Linked DNA regions of Mus musculus: regions 1, 3, 4 and 5 are each linked to region 2. The links are chromatin contacts, called in public Hi-C and HiChIP or PLAC-seq maps. All regions are on one chromosome and are shown on one strand. Each heading gives the region's core, a stretch centred on a gene start, on an enhancer-like site or on the middle of the called end of the contact. The rest is flanking DNA. Distances are from core to core; before and after follow the strand shown. Region 1 overlaps Thrb (thyroid hormone receptor beta). Region 2 holds the start of Thrb (thyroid hormone receptor beta). Region 3 overlaps Thrb (thyroid hormone receptor beta). Region 4 has its middle 180 kb from the start of Nr1d2. Region 5 has its middle 130 kb from the start of Nr1d2.

Evidence for each region. A called contact is a pair of places that touch in the nucleus more often than the background predicts. HiChIP or PLAC-seq counts read pairs in DNA pulled down with a chosen protein or histone mark.
Region 1: an H3K27ac HiChIP or PLAC-seq map of double positive thymocytes shows a contact between it and region 2, with 7 times the contacts expected there. The contact joins the enhancer-like site here to the promoter of Thrb in region 2. A contact is called at or near these places in 4 of 39 promoter capture datasets (embryonic stem cells, liver, pre-B cells and 1 more), 2 of 484 Hi-C or Micro-C datasets (CD4 T cells and CD8 T cells), 5 of 115 datasets of contacts at active chromatin or transcription factors (DN3 thymocytes, bone marrow-derived macrophages, double positive thymocytes and 2 more) and 3 of 9 other capture datasets (embryonic stem cells, liver and pancreatic islet).
Region 3: a Hi-C map of regulatory T cells shows a contact between it and region 2, with 7 times the contacts expected there. The contact joins the enhancer-like site here to the promoter of Thrb in region 2. A contact is called at or near these places in 12 of 39 promoter capture datasets (the 3T3-L1 cell line, the HPC-7 cell line, cranial neural crest and 7 more), 1 of 15 datasets of contacts at CTCF or cohesin (large pre-B cells), 11 of 484 Hi-C or Micro-C datasets (CD4 T cells, CD8 T cells, adipose-derived mesenchymal stem cells and 6 more), 10 of 115 datasets of contacts at active chromatin or transcription factors (the 230-238 cell line, SST interneurons, bone marrow-derived macrophages and 6 more) and 3 of 9 other capture datasets (embryonic stem cells, liver and pancreatic islet).
Region 4: an H3K4me3 HiChIP or PLAC-seq map of the 230-238 cell line shows a contact between it and region 2, with 5 times the contacts expected there. The contact joins the enhancer-like site here to the promoter of Thrb in region 2. A contact is called at or near these places in 3 of 39 promoter capture datasets (embryonic stem cells, hippocampal neurons and liver), 2 of 15 datasets of contacts at CTCF or cohesin (the NIH/3T3 cell line and large pre-B cells), 1 of 484 Hi-C or Micro-C datasets (cerebellar granule neurons), 3 of 115 datasets of contacts at active chromatin or transcription factors (the 230-238 cell line, bone marrow-derived macrophages and large pre-B cells) and 1 of 9 other capture datasets (adipose tissue).
Region 5: a contact with region 2 is called in a Hi-C map of uterus, with 4 times the contacts expected there. The contact joins the enhancer-like site here to the promoter of Thrb in region 2. A contact is called at or near these places in 5 of 39 promoter capture datasets (hippocampal neurons, liver, maxillary cranial neural crest and 2 more), 3 of 484 Hi-C or Micro-C datasets (cerebral cortex and uterus), 1 of 115 datasets of contacts at active chromatin or transcription factors (neural progenitor cells) and 1 of 9 other capture datasets (pancreatic islet).

What each region holds. Positions count from the first base shown.
Region 1 is chr14:18,000,536-18,004,829 of GRCm38.p6, reverse strand. It overlaps Thrb (thyroid hormone receptor beta), which reads right to left. Exons shown (of 10, transcript NM_001113417.1): 5 at 2,202-2,302. Among named protein-coding and RNA genes, the nearest start is that of Nr1d2, 240 kb to the left of the region's middle. Within about 2 kb of position 2,764, at least 66 of the 459 cell types and tissues checked have an H3K27ac peak or open chromatin away from gene starts, as enhancers often do. A contact at or near this core is called in CD8 T cells, DN3 thymocytes, bone marrow-derived macrophages and 3 more, where this site is marked.
Region 2 is chr14:17,659,184-17,663,031 of GRCm38.p6, reverse strand. Thrb (thyroid hormone receptor beta) reads right to left here and starts at 2,072. Exons shown (of 10, transcript NM_001113417.1): 1 at 2,008-2,072. LOC115488350 (serine/arginine repetitive matrix protein 1-like) reads left to right here and starts at 1,454. Exons shown (of 3, transcript XM_030248233.1): 1 at 1,454-1,800; 2 at 1,868-2,768; 3 at 3,101-3,116. The coding sequence starts at 1,454. The coding sequence ends at 2,744.
Region 3 is chr14:18,019,557-18,023,618 of GRCm38.p6, reverse strand. The region is part of intron 7 of Thrb (thyroid hormone receptor beta); the gene reads right to left. Among named protein-coding and RNA genes, the nearest start is that of Nr1d2, 220 kb to the left of the region's middle. Within about 2 kb of position 1,663, at least 40 of the 459 cell types and tissues checked have an H3K27ac peak or open chromatin away from gene starts, as enhancers often do. A contact at or near this core is called in CD8 T cells, SST interneurons, memory CD8 T cells and 3 more, where this site is marked.
Region 4 is chr14:18,057,528-18,061,378 of GRCm38.p6, reverse strand. No RefSeq gene overlaps it. Among named protein-coding and RNA genes, the nearest start is that of Nr1d2, 180 kb to the left of the region's middle. Within about 2 kb of position 2,203, at least 2 of the 459 cell types and tissues checked have an H3K27ac peak or open chromatin away from gene starts, as enhancers often do. A contact at or near this core is called in the 230-238 cell line, where this site is marked.
Region 5 is chr14:18,104,256-18,108,063 of GRCm38.p6, reverse strand. No RefSeq gene overlaps it. Among named protein-coding and RNA genes, the nearest start is that of Nr1d2, 130 kb to the left of the region's middle. Within about 2 kb of position 2,248, at least 11 of the 459 cell types and tissues checked have an H3K27ac peak or open chromatin away from gene starts, as enhancers often do. A contact at or near this core is called in second pharyngeal arch cranial neural crest and uterus, where this site is marked.

The sequences.
Region 1 (4,294 bases), core at 1,515-4,014, 340 kb before region 2:
GTACATGAATGGAGAACTTGCCTTTAAAACCTATAACAGAAATATTTCTATACTCAGAGAAAAGCCAGATTAATTTCTTAATGGTCCCATATGATGGACTAACCAGACATAAGGACACCTATGGAGCCAGGTGTGGTGGTGCATGCCTTTAATCTCAGCACTCCAGGCAGATCTCTGAGCTTGAGCCAGCCTAGCTTACTGAGTTCCAGGACAGCCAGGGTTACCCATAGAAAACCTGTCTCAAAACACTATCACACCACACACACACACACACACACACACACACACACACACACACACACACACACACACAGGGCCTCTTTGTTACTATCCATCATTTTTAGCTGTAACTTCCACCTTGACATAACTTAGTCAACTAAAGGAGTCACAATTGTGGGATTGCCCAGATAACTTTGCCTTGTGAGTATCTGTGAGGGATTGTCTTGGTTGTTCATTGATTTAGGGGGTCTTAGCTCACTGTGGGTGGTATTACTCTCTGGGTAGGTGGTCCTGAGCTGTATAAGAAAGCTAGCTAAGCATGGACAAGCCAGCAAGTAGCCTTCCTCCATGTTTCTGCTTCACATTCCTGCCCTGACTCCTTCAATGGTCCTGGAATGTTCTGTGGCCTGCAAGTTAAGCCACTAGATATTTTTTTAGAATGTAACAGTTTAGAAATTGTTTATGTCTATGCCTTTTAGAAAGTTTAGAATTCTAAATGTTAGAATTGCTTGGGGAGTTAAGAGTCACCTTGACTTTTCATTGTGTTTTCTCTCAATTCAAATTTCTATCTTATATTGTTGTAAAAGCACTGTAATATTGTTACATTTTCTTCGAAAACAGTTTGTTATATAGAAACATGAACCTTCTTTCTACAAAGTGCTAAGTGTGCAGGAAGTTACACACCTCAGCAGAGTTAAGTGTGCAGGAAGTTACCTCAGCAGCATTAAGTGTGCAGGAAGTTACACACCTCAGCAGAGTTAAAAACTCACAAATCTTTCTGTTGCTAAAGTAGTACAGATTCTGGCCACATACACTGTTGGTTTGAATAAACCTTGGGGTGTAGCTTTTTTTTTTTTTAATCTCTTGACACTCTTGAAGATGATGTTACATTTGAAGACCTTTTCCCTTTCCCAAGTTGCTTCTGTATCATATTAAGAGTGTCTTTTCACTCTTAGGTTCCTTTCTGGGTTTGTATTAAGTCCCCACAACCTGTGAATTTGAATTGTAAGCACTTAAAGGCAAGGGCAGGAAGAAAGCTGGGAGGTTTGGGAAGAAAGGTGGAAGAAGGAGGGAAGGGAAGGGAAGGAAAGGGAGGTGGGTGAGGAGGAAAGATAGAAGAGGGAAAGTTGTTTTTGTTTTTTGTTTTTTGTTTGGCTTCAGTACAAGTTTTATTGTAAACTCTACAGGAAATAGAAGTCTGTCTCTGGCTTAGAATACATCCCTATTTACACAGACAGCATCGGCTGCTTGGACACTACTCTGGATTGAGTTCCTTGTCTTTATTTTCTAATCTAGGTTGATGGATCAAAACATAAGATAATGCTTATCTTAATTTTACTAATTAAGATTGTTAAGTAGGCAGATGTAGACTCCATTTGGAGACGTGAATAGACCAGTATGTTTTTGTCAAGAATCTCCCAAAGAAAAGTTTGCAGAGCACAAAATTATCTGATGGCAAATTGATTCCATTTATTACAGGCTCTGCTGAAAGCCACTTCGAATAAATTCTGGAACGTAATTGAGTTTAAGTGGCTTCAAAGATTCTGCCTAATGGAACCCTCAGAAGTGGGCATAGACATGCAGAGCCACAGCAGAAAGGCTGTGGAGCAAACTCGTCTCCTCAGACAATACACATAAAATGGGAGGAGAAACAGCAAAGCAGATTGATTGGATATTTAAAAATTATGCTCTAATGTTCAAAGTAAGTGTTATTAATTTATTTTCTTTTTGTTAGTTGTCCTTCTGTTTTAAAAACACAAGAACAAAACACCACACTATTGCAAACTTCCATTTAGTTATACATGATTTAGGAAGAAGGAAAATTCAGATCTTGAGAACATCAAAAATAAAGAGGGCCTCTGGGCCCCTGGAGGCCAAAGGTCATCAATGTTGACATCTCTTTCTGTAAGCCTGATGTCCAGTGGTTGTCTGGGAGAGTGCAGATGCTGAGCTGCAGTCTGTGCTGGGACACTGGCACTTACCTTGCAGCCTTCACAGGTGATGCAGCGATAGTGGTACCCTGTGGCTTTGTCCCCACACACTACACAGAGCTCATCTTTGTCTAAATAGCTGGGGATATACCCTGCAAAGGACAAAAGAGGAAGGTGAAGAAACAGTATCATGTCATGTACAATAGATACAATAGTCATGGACTTCCCAGGTGAAGACATCGGCTCTAAGGAGTTGAACTTCGCTTAGGGTCAGGGGAGAAACAGAGACTTCAATCCATCTCTTTTAACATCTGCTGCCAAGAAGGAGTTGTGCTTTTTCCCCGAAAAACCAGAGAGCTGGAGAGAGATGAGCACAGGCACCTGAGGCAGATTGGCAGTTGGACACACAGCCAACATTGCTGAATGCAAAGAAAGAATCCAAGTTCTGTTGACTGAGGAAAGAAAACTTAACCACAATGACTCCCTTGGGGTCTGTGTTGGTGGATCAAACTCCCTCAGAAGGCTCAGGTTAAAAATAACATCAGAACAGCCTACTTCCTGCCTGTGCCTGTTTCTTCCTGTTCATGTGGAGCCCATGGCCACATGCCCACACGTATGCCAAAGACACATGAGCCTTTAGATGAGCTAAACACATTAGAAAGGAAGTGCATGGTTTGTTGGTATGTGAATGTGAACAGGCAGCAGAAATGAAGCGTCCCTTGGTCTTGGTGCTCAGGAAGGTCTTGGGTTCAGGGAACTTTTCTGAGTTTCAACTGTGACTGCCCAGGTTAAGAAGACTTGGCTATGTATTTTCCTATGACATTTTCATCAGCCCTTTGGGACAACAGGTCACCCTTGACTGATGGCTTTTAAAGCAGAAAAGGCACGAAGAAAATAATCCTTCCCTTTATATCTTAGAAATGATTTATCTGATACTAATAGGAAAGTGTTGGTGCTTCAGATGCACATGGAGGGCTTTGCAGGCTGAGGCTGAGGCAGGATTGTGATTTCGATCACACCAGCTTTTCTTAGCTTGCTTTGCTCTAGCAAATTGATGTCCATTTGTTGGACTCAAAGTCGCTCAAGCATTCTATTATTTCGTTTTATTATTGTTTTACTTATTTTCATTTTTTAAAGATTAGAAAAAATATAACTTTATGTGTATGTGTTCGTGGGGTTAGTATGTACACGTGTATGTAGGTGCCCATGAAGGCTTGTAGCCCCTGGAACTGGAGCTACAAGCAATTGTGCTACCCAGAGGGAGAGGTGGGAACCAAACTTTGGCGTTCTTAATGGCTGAACAATCTCTCCAGCCCCTCATCAGTAAATTATTTAAAAAAATAATTCTGGAAGAGCCCTGCAGCAAGGACAAAAGGAAGGGAATGGTTTGTCTTCAATCACTCATTATTGATGACTCTAGTCAGAACCTCTTTAGTACACATAGTGCTAAGCAGTATGGAAGGCACACGTAATATAGAACCAAATGAAACAGAGCTTCTTGCTGTGGGAATCCTGTAAGCAACCAGTTCTGCTTCTCTAGTTCTGTTCTGGAAGGAAAAGTGAGAGAAAGACTATGGAAAGTTTCTCCACATCACTGTTGAGAACTGTACATGGAGACCACACTCAGATACCAGCCACACTTAGTAGGAAGATGTAATGGCTAACCTTCACAGTCAATTTGACTAGGTTTAGAACAACAGAGGAGCCACACCTCTTGGCATATAACACATCTCTGGGTGTTTCATGACGGTTTAGCTGAAATAGGAAGAGCTATGCTGACCATGGGTTGAATAAGATGAAGCAGGGTGGGGCTGGGGGTAGGGGAGGTATGGACTCATCTTTTTAATCTTTCTGAGTTTCCTGGTAAACACAATGACTGTCTCCCATTCTTGCAGTCATACCTTCTCCACCACTATAGACTGAATCCTTAAACTGTGAGCTCCAAGAAACCCTTGCTCCTGTAAATTGCTTTTGTCAGATACCTGGTTGCACTGACAGACAAGTAACTAATAGAGATTGTTTTAACAGGAGTGATGCAAAGCCAGTGGCAGAGTGGAATGAGCTCATGCAGGTGCCTGGCACACAAACAACTAGCTACAAAGCACAGAATAACCTTTAAACAACAAATAAACCAAATTATTAAC
Region 2 (3,848 bases), core at 823-3,322:
AAAGCAGAGGATCTTTCAGAGAGAACACAGGGAAAAAAAGCCTGCCTACTAAGAAGGTGGCATGTAACCTCCACAAGAGCAAGAGACTAAAGAAGCCAGTCACCTCTACTGATTTCCATAGAAAAGATAAGCTTACTACACAGTAAGTATAGAAGCTGTCTGGTAGCTCCAAGCATCCATTGCTGGATGGAACCAGCATCTACAAACAAGCAGGGAAGGAGCGGGCCTCAGCTTTCCCTTCCTAGGAATTGTTTAACAAGTCATCCTTTTCCAGAGGTGCTGGATTATAGGGAAGTTGCAGCTTGTTTCTTTTTAATACAAAATTTACCACAAAGAAGCTGGAAGGGGAGAAGTCAAATATTTATCCCCCTTCTAGTGCCAGTTACTTTATATAGCAATACCTCAATGCCAATGAGATTAAGCTTTTGCATTGTAATGCCAACAAGAACAGTTTCATTAAAAATTAGCAATTCTGAAGCAGTTCAGTACCATTTACCTTTACTCACAAAGTGAAGCAGATTTTTCTTTTCCAGTATATAATAAACAATTGGAATTTATTTAAAATATAGGATCCTAATAGTATCTATTTAACATGGGAAAGCAATAAGTTATTCTTCACTAATTTCTTCACATAAAATGGCTCAAGCAAATGCACTTTTTACTTAATATCTCTCCGGGTCAATTGAAGCACGGCCAATCAGCATGAAAACACTCTAAAATCTGCCCCTGTCCAAAATACTTCCCACGAAACACCTTTTCATTAATGGTACCAAGTTCATGACTTCTTTCAGAACGGGAAATAACAAGCTGAAGTGAATTAGGGAGATCAGTCATCCAGAATATTCAGAATGAATCACAGAACGTTTCTTTACCAAAAAGAAAATTTTATTCCTTTGCAACACAGTGAGGATATTTCATTACAGTATCATCAAACATGCTAAACCAGAGATAAATCATATAAAGAAACTCCCCAACGGGTCTACACTACTTAATACGGTCATCGTTAACTAAATTGCTTGCTGTGTTCTCCTTTTCATGCATTGAACAAAGAATGTTCAGTTTTAAACAGGTCTTTAAAAACTGATCACTAGTATCTAGGATCAACCACACTTGAAGAGGAGGAATTTATGCAATGTTATTTTCTGATTCGACAGTCTTTGAGTTCTTCATGTGTGTGCAAAGGGCAGAATGGGATAGCGAACCTGCCTGCCCAGGTATTCTTTTCTTTATTTGACTCACTATAGAAATGCTTAATAGACCCTTTAAAAACTTCCCATTTGGGGCAAATTATACAGTTAGCCTTTAATTAAAAACAAACAAACAAACAAACAAAAAACCAAAAACAACCCACGTATGCACACTCCGCCCCCTCCCTCTTAAAAACAAACCAGAAGGCTTTAAGAATTAGCTCCAATAATAATCCCACTGCAGTCACGGGAAATCTTCCTCCAAAATGACAACTAACCCTAACAATAGAAACCCTCCAAAGACGTCTTTCCCGGTCTTAGGGAGCACAGCTGACACCACCCGGATCGTCACAAACATGCAGAACCCAAAAGAAGCAAAGGAAAAGAGCGATTCTGGAGGGAGGGAGCCTGCGGAGCGGATGAGAGGCAGACTGGCACTGAGCAGCAGCTTATTCAGGACCTTTCTCCTTTCCAAAGCCTGGAGTTCCTGTGCAGGAGCCAAAAAGATGGGACACGAGACCCACAGTCCCTTTAAATCGCCCACCCCCGCGCCTGTCAGCCTCTTCCGAACCCCCATGCCCTACAACTTCCTCCTCATGGAAACTTCCACTGGGTTCGGAGCCCAGGACGTCAAACTCCATTTCACAAGGAGCTTGTCCCTAGTTGGGTTCTGGCTTCAGGTCCCTGCACCGGGTGCCCGAGCCCGAGAGGAGCCGGTCTCAGAGGCCAGCTTCAAGGACAGAGCGCGTCGCTGGCCACCCGCGCCCGGCCCGCAAGACCTGTAGACCTCCCCCCACGCCCGCCCACCCTGCCAAGTTACCAGAGCGCTGGAGCCTGGAGGTGGCGCCCCAAGGCGGCGTGCTGGCGAGCTGCGGCCGAGCAGCCGGTGGCCTCAGCTCTGGTGCTCGTATTAGCCATGCAAAGTTAATCCCGCCGCGTCACGCCGGCCGGCCGCCCGCCCAAGGCTGCGCCGTGCTCGGCCGAGCCGCAGTCTCCTCCCCGCTCCGCCCCCTCCGCCACGGGGTCCAGTACTGCGCGGGCTCCCGAGCGAGCCCTATTCCCTTGACCTGTCAACTCTCCTCCGGCGCCGACGCTGAGGGGCGCAGCGTGGGTCCCAGGACACCGGCGACCTCTCTGCCGCGACCTGCGCGGGCGGCGAGGTGCAGGGCCGGAGTCTCCGACTCCGGAGGACCCAGCGCGGTAGCCTTACTAGGGACTAGGGTGTCAGCTCCTCCGCCGCTGGCGAACCGCCGACCGTTCTTCCCCTCTGGTCCTCTAGCCTGTTCGATTCTCCCAGCAGCTGCGGCAGGCTCAGGCCACCCTGGCTCCGCCAGAGTATCAGAGACGAAATGGCTTCCGGGCTGTGCTCCCTGCCACTGCCCGAGCAACCCTCCACTCGAGTGCCCTGCGCACCTGCCGCTTATGTGCAAATGTCCCCCGCTACGACTCTGCGGTAACGGCGCCTTGTGCGCCACCCTCCCCCGGGGTCACGTAGCTGCGGGTCTGGTGGACACGCGTCCACCCACCCAACTGCAGGAGCGTGGAGGATCCATTTGAGCCATCATTCTTTTAGTTGAAGAGGTAGGAGTGTGACAGGGGGTGGGGTAGGGTATGAATGACAGGAGATAGAGGGGATCTCCAGGGGCACAACCCTCCTGAGTCGCCCGACAGGCGCGGCAGGTGTCACCGCGCTCCTCCTTCCGCCCCCAAACCACTTGTGGTGCGCTTGGAAACACGGGGCGCTCAGATCCTCCTGTGGCTCTGGACGCTCTGCTCCCCCACACCAATGGGCAATGCCTTGCTTGCCCTAAATGAGAAGTGCCCCCCCCCCCCAACACCTCACTGAGTGTGTTCCGGGTTGGTTCTACAAGTAGGGTTTAAAGGGACACCTCGTTATTTCGCCTCTGTCCTAGAAATATAAGTACAAAACCAGAAGACAAAAATAATCTCCACCCTGGAAGGGTTCTGCACTTGCAAGCATAGCGCTGAAATGTCCATACCTCAAGTTCCGAAGGTCAGGTTGGGAGAAAACAGCGGGCGACAGTGTGCTGTTCCAGATGACCCAGGCAGTCTTCCAGCTACGCCTTGGAGGTAGGTTTTATTGGAAAAACGCAGAGTGCTCAGAGAACTCGCAGCCAATGGGAAGTTAACAATTGCGACAAAACTACTTTGATTAAGGACCGAATACAATTATGTTCTTATGAACACTGTTAAAAAAAAATACCTTGAAAAATCTTTCTTCAACATACTCTTGTAACACGGTATAAAAGGGAATGATGTCTAGATCATTTTAAAGAGTTGTCTAGATTTCCCCACGGGTGATAAGGCCCCCCCGGGGGTGTTATTTGGGCAGTCCACAGGAAAGGAAAAAGAAGAAAGGCCAACACACCTCCTGTCACAGCATTAACAACTGTGGCGAGTCAGAAGCAGGACTCAGGAGAGAAAGCAGCTGCTAGAACGTTGCCTTTCCCCGCGGCCAGCACAGACTCGGCTGCCCTTTGAATTCTTTGTAAGAAATCCGTGTTTTATTCCTCACCCGGAATGAAGCTTCACTAAGAACTTGCCGGCTCTAGAGTGAAGGTTGTTTTGCAGGCGAGTTCCTGGGCTTTGCTCCAAAGCTGCCTTGGGAGGTTTTGGTTGGTTTGGAGGAAAGCTGCAGCT
Region 3 (4,062 bases), core at 414-2,913, 360 kb before region 2:
GATTATGTTTTGAGACAAGGTCTCTCACTCAATGTGGAACTCACTGATTCAGCTAGCCGGCCTATCCAGTGAGCTCCAGGGATCTGAATATCTCTGTCTTCCTAATGCTGGGATTTCAGGAATATACTCTGCCTATGTGTTGTGCTGGAGACCTAATCCCAGATACTCATGCTTGCATAGCAAGCACTTTACCAACTGAACATCTCCCCAGCACCCAAACATTCAAACATCCACTGGGTAGGTCTAATCTGACTATCGAAATGGTCAGCCCAGTGTCCTGGACAATGCTTCAGACTACCAGTTTCCATTTCATCTGCTAGTAGAAAAGCAGGGCACTCACTTCCTGTGACCAATGATTTGAAAGACTGAGGAAAATCATGCAAGGGAATATGGTAACGATAAAATTACAGCTTAGATGTAACTTCACAGGCTTTTCTGAAGGGAAATAAACAGCAGAGTAGAAAAAAAAGCATGCTGTTGTATCATTAGAGTTTGTTTCCATAATGGACCTCGGGTACTAGGGAAAAGAAGAAGAATGTGTGAGGAGGTGAGCTGCCTCCTGGTACAGAGAAATGAGACAGCAGAATGCAAACACCTATGTGGCTTCCCTGTAGATTTTTACCCATAAGGACTGCACATTCCTGGGTTCGTGATGAATCTGTTAGCTTACTGTGACTAGTTGTCTTGGGTACTAAGGATCCTATGCCCAGTATGTAACTGTGCCCTGATACCAAGCTCCAGCATCAGCTTGTGTTTACCTGTGGAGAGAGGGCCTGCTTAGCTGCCTTAGCTTGCTCAGAGGGCATTCCAGCAATAGCATTGACTTCTGTCCTCTAAGCCCTCAATGACCCACCTGGCTTAGCATATCTGACCTTACCACCTTTATCCCACAGATTGCCTCTCTTTTCTACTGCATCTCTCTCTCTGGATCTTTCATTCCTCTGAAGTCCCTACTTCAGTCTGTTGTCTCTGCTCACTGAATTCTGTCTACTCCTAGACATTTTGCTAGATGACCTCATCTGAACTGATGTTGATCTTCTCTGCATACTCATAGTGGCCAGTAGGGGTCACTTTTATGGCACTGAACATCTCTTACTCTTATTTTTCATAGTTAAATAGGCACTTATCAAAGATAGAGCCTTCTCAAAGGGAAAGGACAAAGCCTTTGTGTTTCTGCCTGATGTGCACCAGGCCTTTGGATGAAGTAGGGCAGACCACTTTCTTGTTCATACATGACCTTGCCAGCACATATCCAGTAAATACTATAGGCCAGATTTCACTCTTGATGCTGAGATTACAGCAGTGAACAATGTCTCTCATAAGATAAACTGCCTCATGGTAAGGGATGATAGGCAAGAAAAAGAAATTCACTGAAGAACTATGGTTTGTGATAAGCCTGGAGATGACATGTCCACCATGGTCAGGAGACAGGGGGCACCAAGGTCCTGGTGACAAGCAAAGTAGTCAAGGCTTTGGACTGAAGAATGTCAAAGAGACAGCCGTTCATGGAGTTGAAGAAGAAACATTCAAGGCAAGGAAGAAGCCAGTAGTTCTATTTTGAATGGGAAGTGTTCCTCATGGTTTCACATACTCCACACTCCCTGGGGTGCTGTTTGAGAAAGTTATGTAACCTTCAGGAAGTGGAGTGTGACTGGAGCAAGTAGGTCACTGGCAGGTAATCTACCAGGTTTATAGTCAAGCTTCCACTTCCTGTCTCTTTGCAACTTCCTGAGTGTGGCTGCCAGCTGCCTCCTGCTCCTACTGTCGTGCCTTCTTGGCCATTATGATGGCTAGTTTTTACATCAAATTGACACAAGCTGGGAAAGGAGGAAACCTCACCTAAGGACATGCCTCTGTATGATCTGGCAAGGTACTTTTTTAAATTAATGATTGATGGGGAGGGGCCCAACTCATTTCAGGTGTCTATCCCTGGGCTGGTGGTCCTGGGTTTTGTAAGAAAGTAAGCTGAGCATAGGGAGCAAGCCAGTAGGCAGCATCTGTCCATGGCCTCTACATCAGCTCCCTCAGGTTCCTGCTCTGCATGAGTTCCTGTCCTGACTTCCTCAGTGATGAACTCTTACCTGAAAGTATAAGATGAAATAAACCCTTTCCTCCCCAAGTTGCTTTGGTCATGGTATTTTACTGCAAAAATAACCCTAGCTAGTATGGCCATGGGGGACAATTTTTCTCGAACTGTAATCCAGAATAAATCTTCCTTTCTTGAAACTGTCCTTGTCAAGGATTTGGCCAAAATATCAAGAAGAGTTACTGATATAGCAGTGCAAAGTTCTGAGGACAGGAAAGAGACCCAGGTGGGTAAAGCCTGGCAGAGAAGCATCATTTTCAGTCCCATGGACCACAGGAGGACAAAAACATCTTCTAAATACAGAACAATGTTCACTGAAGGGCTACAGTGAGGACAGAGGCTAGATGAAGTGTATGGCTGTTTGGTTTGGGAAGGGATGAGCAAGGAGAAGCTGCTGTGGCAGGTTGAGGTGGGCTGGACTATGGGCTCACTGTAAAACATCCAGAAGTGGAGACCCTATGAAGATGCACTGGAACTCCCAGCTCCCTAGCTCCTCTGGGCACTAGGGACAGAGAGGTATGAAATGGGGTTCAGGTGTGTGTACAAGTGTGGCATCTGTCTCCATTCAGCACTGGGGAGGCTGAAGTTACACAGACCTCTGCCAGCTGGCTCTCTGGGTTGAAGTTTCCTTAGCATTGTTTCAGATAAGTAGGAAATGTGGCCAGTTGGCCTTGTTGCAAATGGACGGGTGAAAGCCAAGGACATCTTGGCTTAGTCTGGCAGCTCCTTGGCACTGGCAGAGTGGCATTCAACCAGGTGGATGAGTTCTTCTCTCTGTTCAGCACATTGTATGCTCACACCATTGGAAAACAATGTAGGACACTCTCAGGGCCCCGGTGCCTTGGACCTGACTCCAGGCTTACTCGTTCTGGGATGAATGAGGTAAGATGAGAGTTGTACAGTGTAGGGAAGATGCCTGGAGCACAAGATGCCAGGCACCTCTGTGTCCATTCCACTGATTAGTTTTACCCCACCTGAGGTGGACACAGGGCAAATGACCAGAGAGGGAAAGAAATAACTAACTCAAGCTTACACAATTAGGAAGGATTAGAGCCAGGTAGTCTGGCTTCAGTGTCTGCTCCTGAAGCTAGGCTCTCCTGCTTGTTTCTGAAGTTTCTGATTGTGCCCTGACCTCACCTCACAGACCACACATGGACCTATCTGATCCTTCAGTCTGTGTGTGCCCCGTCTGACACTGTCTCAGCTGAGAATGTGGTCATCAGGCAGTGACTCGGCAGGGGTAGAAATAGGGCAGATGTGCCCTGACTTGAAAGGCCACATTTCATCTTTGTACAGAAAGTTTGCCAGCTACACCTTTGTAATGAACCAGGGAGGAGAACAGATGCGCTGTGTCCCCAGATAATGATGTACACAGCTCACCGCAGTGGGCATGGATTTTGTGCCATTGTCTTTCTGCCTCCCTGGGAGAGGGTAGAAACGAGCCTGCCTCCTCAGTCTGATTCTGCCTTCATAACAGTGTCTTCAGTGTTGAAAACACTTCTGTTACCTCAGTGACTGAAGTAGATTGAAGAATATCATGGAAAGAACATGATTTTCATGCTTTGTGCGTGACTTGACACATGGCTTTAGGCTCATTATGGATCTTGCAAACGTTCCTCACTTGCCAAACACTCATTTTCTCAGAAGGAAGCACAAGTCTGGGAAGCAGATGAAACCACCATCGCTTTTCCTGACTTGGCTGGATCCTGACCTTAAGGGATAAATGATGAAGGAGCTCCTTTTGGGGACCAGATACTCACCCCTAATCAAAGGATAGCTGCAGCTTCCGTGACAGCATGAGTCTTAGCCCTCATGGCTACTGCACTATTAAGGTCACAAGCCTGTCACATTTTTTCAAGAACAAGTTGGGACATTAGAACATAAAAATTAATGAATTCGTATGCAGTGTTCTAAATACATCAGCCATGTAGGAAATATAAACCCTAAAAGGTCCCTTTGACTATGGAAAGTTCATA
Region 4 (3,851 bases), core at 954-3,453, 400 kb before region 2:
TTTCTGACCTATGGAGTTACAGAGTTGTATTATTTATGGAAGAAATGGGCTCTATAGCAGGATAGGTGTTCATGCAGCAGGAACTCCACCTCTCCTTCTCATTTTGTTCTCCATAGTCATCACCTTGATTTTCTCTCTCCTCCTGTAAAGTTTGTTTCTGTTTGGGCACCTCACAATCTGTTATCTAATTACACAATGACTGATATTCTGTAATGTGGGTGATTCAGAAAAGAGACAGTGAAAGCCTGGAAGTTCTCTGGGTAGGTGGGTAGCTATGGTGAGATCACTATGCTCTTCATTTCAGGATGCTAAAATCATTTATTCTCATGTCTTTGTGCAACATTGCTGAATGTTTCTCCTAGGCTTCACCTTTGACCTCCTTTCTAAGCAAGGCAAAACCAACTTTAGAAACTTTTCTCTAGAGGTACTCTGCATGGATATACAATGCTTCTCCTCCCAGAAGATATAGTTTATCAAATAAAAATCTCAGTACTAGGTATAGGAGACCTGCCTTGAATTGTTAGTCATGGAAGCCAGAGGCTTTCCAAACAGGGCAGGTTATTGCCATTGTTATTGATTTTTAGCATCACTGGATGGCAAAGTCCTATTGTTGAAGACACCATATATATTTATTATAGAGTATAGAGAAATCCAACTGGAACTGACTTGGATCTCCTCATTGGTCACTAACTTTCACAATGTTAGAAGATGCTATAATGCCAATCTTCCAGGCAAGGTGTACTTCTGGTGAAATAATGTAATGATTGTTATGGTACCAAGTTCCAGCCTCAGATTTGTTGGGGATTCTGAAGAAGGGGTGTGTAGGAGCATTGGAAAATGACTCTCAAAGTCAATTGTGAGTATGAGCTGATGGCCTTGTAGTCTGCTTGAGATGGCAACCCAGAAAGCTCTCTGTGGATAGCACTTGGCTCTGTAGTTTGCTTGAGACAGCTCTCTCTTGCTAGGAAAATTCTATAAGTTCTCTGGATATAGCTCATGGCTTTTCTGACCAAAGTCAGAAGAGCTGCTAGAAAAAAATTCTTGAGTTTTCTGATCAAAGTCAGTAATCTTGCTAGAAAAATTCTAAAATAGCTGTGTTTGCTCTCCAAGCAGTTCTCTCTGGGTAGCTCTCTTTTGCAAACCAAAGTCTAGTCTTTTATTTCCATAATTTAATCATTTACATAGGGTCACTTTTGATTATCCCATGAGTCAGTATTTTATGACTTTAGCCCCTTGATTCTTACAAAAAGACAACAAGTACACTTTTTTTTAAACACATGAATTTCTTGACTTTGTAAGCACAGGCAATAAGCTAGCTGAGCAGAATTTTGCCCTGAGATTATCATTCCAACTATACCCAGATCTAAATTTACTCTGTCCCAGGCTGACCTTGAACTCAGGAACCTGCCTGCCTTTGTAAGCACAAATTTAGCTGAGTGGGATTTTGCCCTGCAGTCACCATTCCTGAAATCTCTTAATTTCCTTCCTTAATATCTTTCTGACAAGCTGGTTCATAGAGCACTGAGCTTTGTTTCTTTAGGTCTGTGAAGCCTCTCATATAATTCATACTGCATTCTTATATTTTGCATAGTTGAGAAATTATACATTGTTAAACTCATGTTTTCAGAGTTCTTTCCCACAGCCTTAAGACCTATCCTGAAGGTCTTAGTGTTTACCATTTTGCTAGGCTGGAGTAGATGAAGGTGGGGGCAGAACATCTACTACTGTTGTTTTGCTACATGTTCATGTTGTCCAAATATCTTCTAAATATTTGTTTATATTCCAGGATTAGTGCTAATTTCAACCTGGACAGGAACTTTTTTTTTCCCCCCCAATGGTTAATAGTTAACAAAGAGACTCACAACTAGTTCAAATGCAGGGAATAAGTGAGTATTGAACACTTCACCCTAAATGGGGTATCTATAGCTGCAGTCTCCAAGCTTCAGAGAATATTGCTGAAGAGGAAAATAGAAGAATGTAGGAGCCAGAGGATGAGAAGTACTGTGCAATATTGTCATCTCAACAGGACTTGTTCTGGTGGATGGATCCACACTCATGAATGTGTGGGCAACACTTCTTGGTTTTAGTGGGTGTTGTAGGGTAACCACCAGAGAACACTTGGACATAGGTTAAAGCAAATAGAAACCCTTTATTAGCAGGCTAGTGACTATACTAGGTGTTCAGGACCCAACTGCACAACGAGACTTTCTCAGGATGAACTTTTAAGCACAAAACCACATCCTGGGTTAACACACATCAGTTACCAAGAATAGTAGCCAGAAGCAGAATTACAGAAGTCAAAAAAGCAAGATTAGTATGTTTAGAGAATTTCCCAGAACTATGGACTATGAATGAGGTTTTTGTTCTCATGGCAGGTGTTGCTGCCTACATCTCGGTCCCAAGGTTTGAATGGTACTTTCATCAAGATGTCAGTTGTGTTAAGGTCTACAGACCTACTAGTGTCTGAGGGTTTGCTACATTCCCCACTGGTTCTATTGGTGTGAGTCAAATGGTAGTTTCATCTGGGGTCAAGGGGTTATATTATCTCCTTAGTACCAGTAATTTAACAGAATTTAGTATCTGTTTTACATAGCTAAGTGGATAGTTAACCAAGCAGGGTCCTATAGTGAGAGCTGCCAGCAAATGGAATAATGGCCCATCCAGGGCTGTAAGTAGAGTAGTTAACCAGGCAGACTAGGAGAACAAAAGATTGGTACCAGTTGTTAGATAATTGACATCTCCTTTTTCTTTTCTGATGGTAATTTTTGACTATGGATAAACTTTCTTTAATTATCTCTGAATTCTTGGCATTGCAGCAACAAATTTCTCCCAGTGTCATATAAAAGCCTTCTTGCTTCATAAAGAGGAGATTCAAACCTCTTTGATTCTGCAGAGCAACATCAGCTAAGGAATATAACTGGGCTTCCAGACAGGAAGAAGAGTTTTCCTGATGGCCTATATCTATGTCTACTAGAATATTGAGTTCCTTAAAGTCGTTATCCTCATAGCTAGGAGTAAAGTTCCAACTACAGAAGAGCCTGAAATGCCTGCCCCACCAATAGGGAATAAGATTGTGGACTATTTGCAGTGTATGGGGAAGCCTAGAATCTAGATTTAGGCAGACCTTGCTTTCTACTCCATTATAGATGAACATCTGTAGTATAACATATACAATGATGAAAAGGAATAGGGTTTCTTCCAGGACAAACAATTAAGAAGATGCACACTTGGTTAAGCTGTTAGTGCGAGCAAGCTAGATAGACCCTGGAGCCAGGAAATACACTTAACTGCCTTTCCTGGAACTAACCTGCTTAGCTATGGCTGCAGTAATCTTCATAGGGGAACTATCATAGAGGGTATCTTGATGATATCAAACAGGCAACCTTCTCGTGGAATATCCCCAGGGTGAGCTTAGGTCATCCCATTTACAGCTGTTAGGATTAAAGTGGAACTTTTTGTTTGATTGGTTCCAATCCCAACATAGTATGGGGGCTTGTGGTCTGGGCACAGCCAACAGTTCTGACCTATGTCAGGTTGAGAATGGTTAAAGAACTGTTAAACTATTTCTAGCATCCCAAACACTAAGTCTGGCTTTTGCTGGGCCTTTATCTTAGAGGTTACTGAAGGAATTCCAGGGAAATTGGAGTTTGGGAGCTTGCTATCTTTATATATATAGTTGGGTTGCTCCCCAACCCACCCACTCCTGCTTTATGGCCCTGGCATTCCCCTGTACTGGGGCATATGATCTTCATAAGACCAAGGGCCTCTGCTGATTAGGCCATACTCTGCTACATATGCAACTAGAGACACAACTCGAGGGGGAACTGGTTAGCTCATATTGTTGTCCCTCC
Region 5 (3,808 bases), core at 999-3,498, 440 kb before region 2:
GCAGAATTCCTTGAGACCCACCTAATATTTGGCTGTAGGTTTCTGCATCTGTTTCCATCCATTATGGGATAAAGCCTCTCTGATGACAATTGGGTCAGCCATCAATCTACGAGTATATCAGAATATCATTAGGAATCACTTCCTAACCTAGGTTTCTGGGCTATCTAGCCTCTGGGACCTGACCCTCCAGACAGTGTCAGGAGTGGACTCCCTTTTATGGCATGTGTCTCAAGCTGGACCAGCCATTGTTTGGCCATGAGGCAAGTTCTTTAAAGACCTAAAACTGTCAGTCCTCCTGCCTCAAGTTCTACAGTGTGGGCTATCACACCCAGCTTTTAACATGCACACCAGTTGCTACAATTATTTCAAAAATCCTGAAAGTCTTTGAAATACTTCCAAATCTGCAAGTGTTTTTCACTTATGCCACTGGCACAGTATCACCAGTGCCACAGTATATCATGAGAGTATGGAACAGGGAACAAGACACAGCCACAATCATGATGTCTGTGGGGCTTACCTCTGATCTGTACCCATTTTGTTTTCTGGAAGATGCAAATGCCAACCCAAAGATATTTTCCCAGAAGGATGGACCAGCATTTTGACTCAGAACAAAGCAGAAACAGGGAGCAAAGCCAACCACAAAAAATAACATTCTCACTGGAGATTGAGTTCCAAAAATAGCTTCAGTAGCCGAAGATTGCAAATGATTGCAAGAAAAACATGTATCCAGGCTCAGCTTGGGCTGTTCCCCATGTTTAGGAGAACTCAGACTTGGGGCCCAAGTTGTAGGCATGTGGGCATAATGGATGCCATGGAGACGCTCTGTTCAGAAACATTAAAAATAATCCACTTCCTTAGAACTAAACACCAACCCAAGCCAACAGGAGTGCTTGGTGAGGGACAGAAATAGCTTCTCCACTCCTCAGGGCTTTCTTCCTCTCCCTTTTCATTAGTCTCCATCTTCACAGATCACCTCATCTATTTACTTAAAATGGGATTTCAGACGACAAGCAGCTCAGCCTCCCCAGCTTGCACAGCCCCCACCCCAAGAAAGTGGGGATTATATAACTTGTTTTCAATTGTGCAGACAGTGGAAGATTCACATGTTCAGGCTGGTGAGCTTCCTGGACAGAATTTTAAAGTGTTTATCTGAAGTTTATCCAGACAGGAAGCCCAGCTGAAAGCAGAAAGGAGCCAGGCTCCTAGGCTGAGAGACCCACTTGGCCAGGGTAGATCTGGGCTAAGACACTCCCTAGGAGGCACAACAGGAAGGCCAGGGGCCTCTGTTTGACTTAGGATGCCCCTGATGTAGGTGATAATATCAGGAATGCTTACTGGTTCCTGTGACTATGTGGTAAGCTACCCTGGCACTGCCAGGTCCAGACACTTTGGGGCTCAGGGTCCTGATGAATCTGGAAAGAGCTAAGTAGAATTGTCACCACCTGAAGGCTCTTCTGGGCTTTGATGAGACAGGCTGTTGACCTACCTGTTGCTGGGGCCCTGCCTGATTTGCTACTGAATATCCCGTGCATCTGTCTAGCATGGCATTCTGGTGGGTCAGCCTGTCACATGGGAGCTGACTCCTTGGTAAAGATTCATAAGAAAACTGGCAGACGTGAGTGGTTTTTCTGATCTGGTCTCTTGAGCATACAATGGTTGTGTCAAAGCAGTCCCAGTCCATTGGCACTCAATGGGAGAAGACACGGTAGGGGGTCATGAAAAACCACAGTATGAGACATATATACTCACTTTCTCCCATATAACCTCATAAGACATATTATACTACTATAACTCTCTATGTTTTATAGTGGAGAAGATGTAGATTCAGAGCAATTAAGTATCTTGCTTTAGGTCACATAGCTAATAGATGCTTGGGACAGTATGTAAACCCAAAGCTGTCTGTCTCCACGTATCTGGTACTACTTCACAGCTGCAAGGTGTTTTAAAGTTGGTCATGGCAGCTGTTTTCAGCATTTAGGAAACTTTACTCATCATAGAATGCTAATACATGAAGTGTCTATCAGATATTCTGCCAGCCTCTTCAAAACCCGGGCACTGGTCTCAGGGTGAAGTCGAGTTAGTTAGAGAAGCATTTTGGGTAAAGATTCAGTTGCTTATCTGCAGATGAGGTCTGGGCTACTACTCAGTTAGCCTGCATGATTGTAGAGACTTTTCCAAGACTGAGCAAACAAGAAACAGATGGGCCATTATAGGAGTTGAGAGCTGGTCATTAGCCAGGCAGTGCAGGCTGAACTTCTTGCCTGTCTGGACACATGGAGCCACAGAGAGGGATGTGGAGACTCTGTGGTTGAGATAGATGCTGTCCCTCATTATCCCAGCTGGGCAAAATAAAGTGTGTGTGTGTGGGGGAAGCAGTGTGTGTGTGTGTGTGTGTGTGTGTGTGTGTGTGTGTGTGTGTGACCTCAACCAGAGCAGGGAGGCCAGGAGGCTCCACCTGGTGGAAGCTGAGATGGAGTTACAGACCCCAGGGGAGAAATTTCCATATTCTTCCTCAATTCTTTCTTCTCGTCTATGGACTTTTTTATTAGATATTTTCGTTATTTACATTTCAAATGTTATCCCCTTTTCTAGCTTCCCCTCCAAAATATCCCCTATCCATCCCCCCTCCCTGCTCACCAACCCATCCACTCCCACTTCCTGACCTTGGCAGTCTCCTATACTGGGGCATATAACCATTCACAGGACCAAGGGCCTCGTCTCCCATTGATAACCAACTATGCCATCCTCTGCTACAAATGCAGCTAGAGCTATGAGTCCCACCATATGTTTTCTTTGGTTGGTGGTTTGGTCCCAGGGAGCTCTGGAGATACTGGTAAGATCAAGAATTAGCAAATGGAATCTCATAAAATTGCATAACTTCTGTAAGGCAAAGGACACTGTCAGTGAGACAAAAAGGCAACCAACAGATTGGGAAAAGATCACCATTCCTACATCCGATAGAGGGCTAATATCTAATATATATAAAGAACCCAAGAAGTTAGACTCCAGAAAACCAAGTAACCACATTAAAAAATGGGGTACAGAGCTAAACAAAGAATTCTCAACTGAGGAATACTGAATGGCTGAGGAGCACCTAAAAAAATGTTCAACATCCTTAGTCATCAGAGAAATGCAAATCAAAACAACCCTGAGATTCCACCTCACACCAGTTAGAATGGCTAAGATCAAAAACTCAGGTGATAGTAGATGCTGGTGAGGATGTGGAGAAAGAAGAACACTCCTCCATTGCTGGTGGGATTGCAAGCTGGTTCAGCACTATGGAAATAAGTTTGGTGGTTCCTCAGAAAATTGGACGTAGCACTACAGGAGGAACCAACTATACCACTCCGGAAAAACACAGAAGATGCTCCAACATGTAATAAGGACACATGCTCCACTATGTTCATGGAATATTTTAGAAAGAGACCTAGACCAGAAGATAGGTGAACTAGGGCAGAATTCCTACCTTATACAGGAGTCAAGGGAAATTGTTGACATTACATAGAGAATCATCTAGTTGTCAGGCATAGCCACAGTTCATGTAGAACTCTGTCTCTCTACCTGTTCTTTCCTCTTTTCTGTAAGGGTGGCTTTTGGGATGGGACCACTTTTTCTCTGACTCCCTTGAAGCTAGGTTGGCCAGCAGGATACTTGAGGCTTTCAGGTTCTATCTCTAAGATGACAACTTGATTTTTTCCCCCTCCTTTTCCACAACAAGGAGATGGTGGCTGTTGGAGCAGACATCTCAGACAGAGATGGAAGCTACTGATGCAATCTTACTAGCTTATTCCCTTTGCTAATATAACAG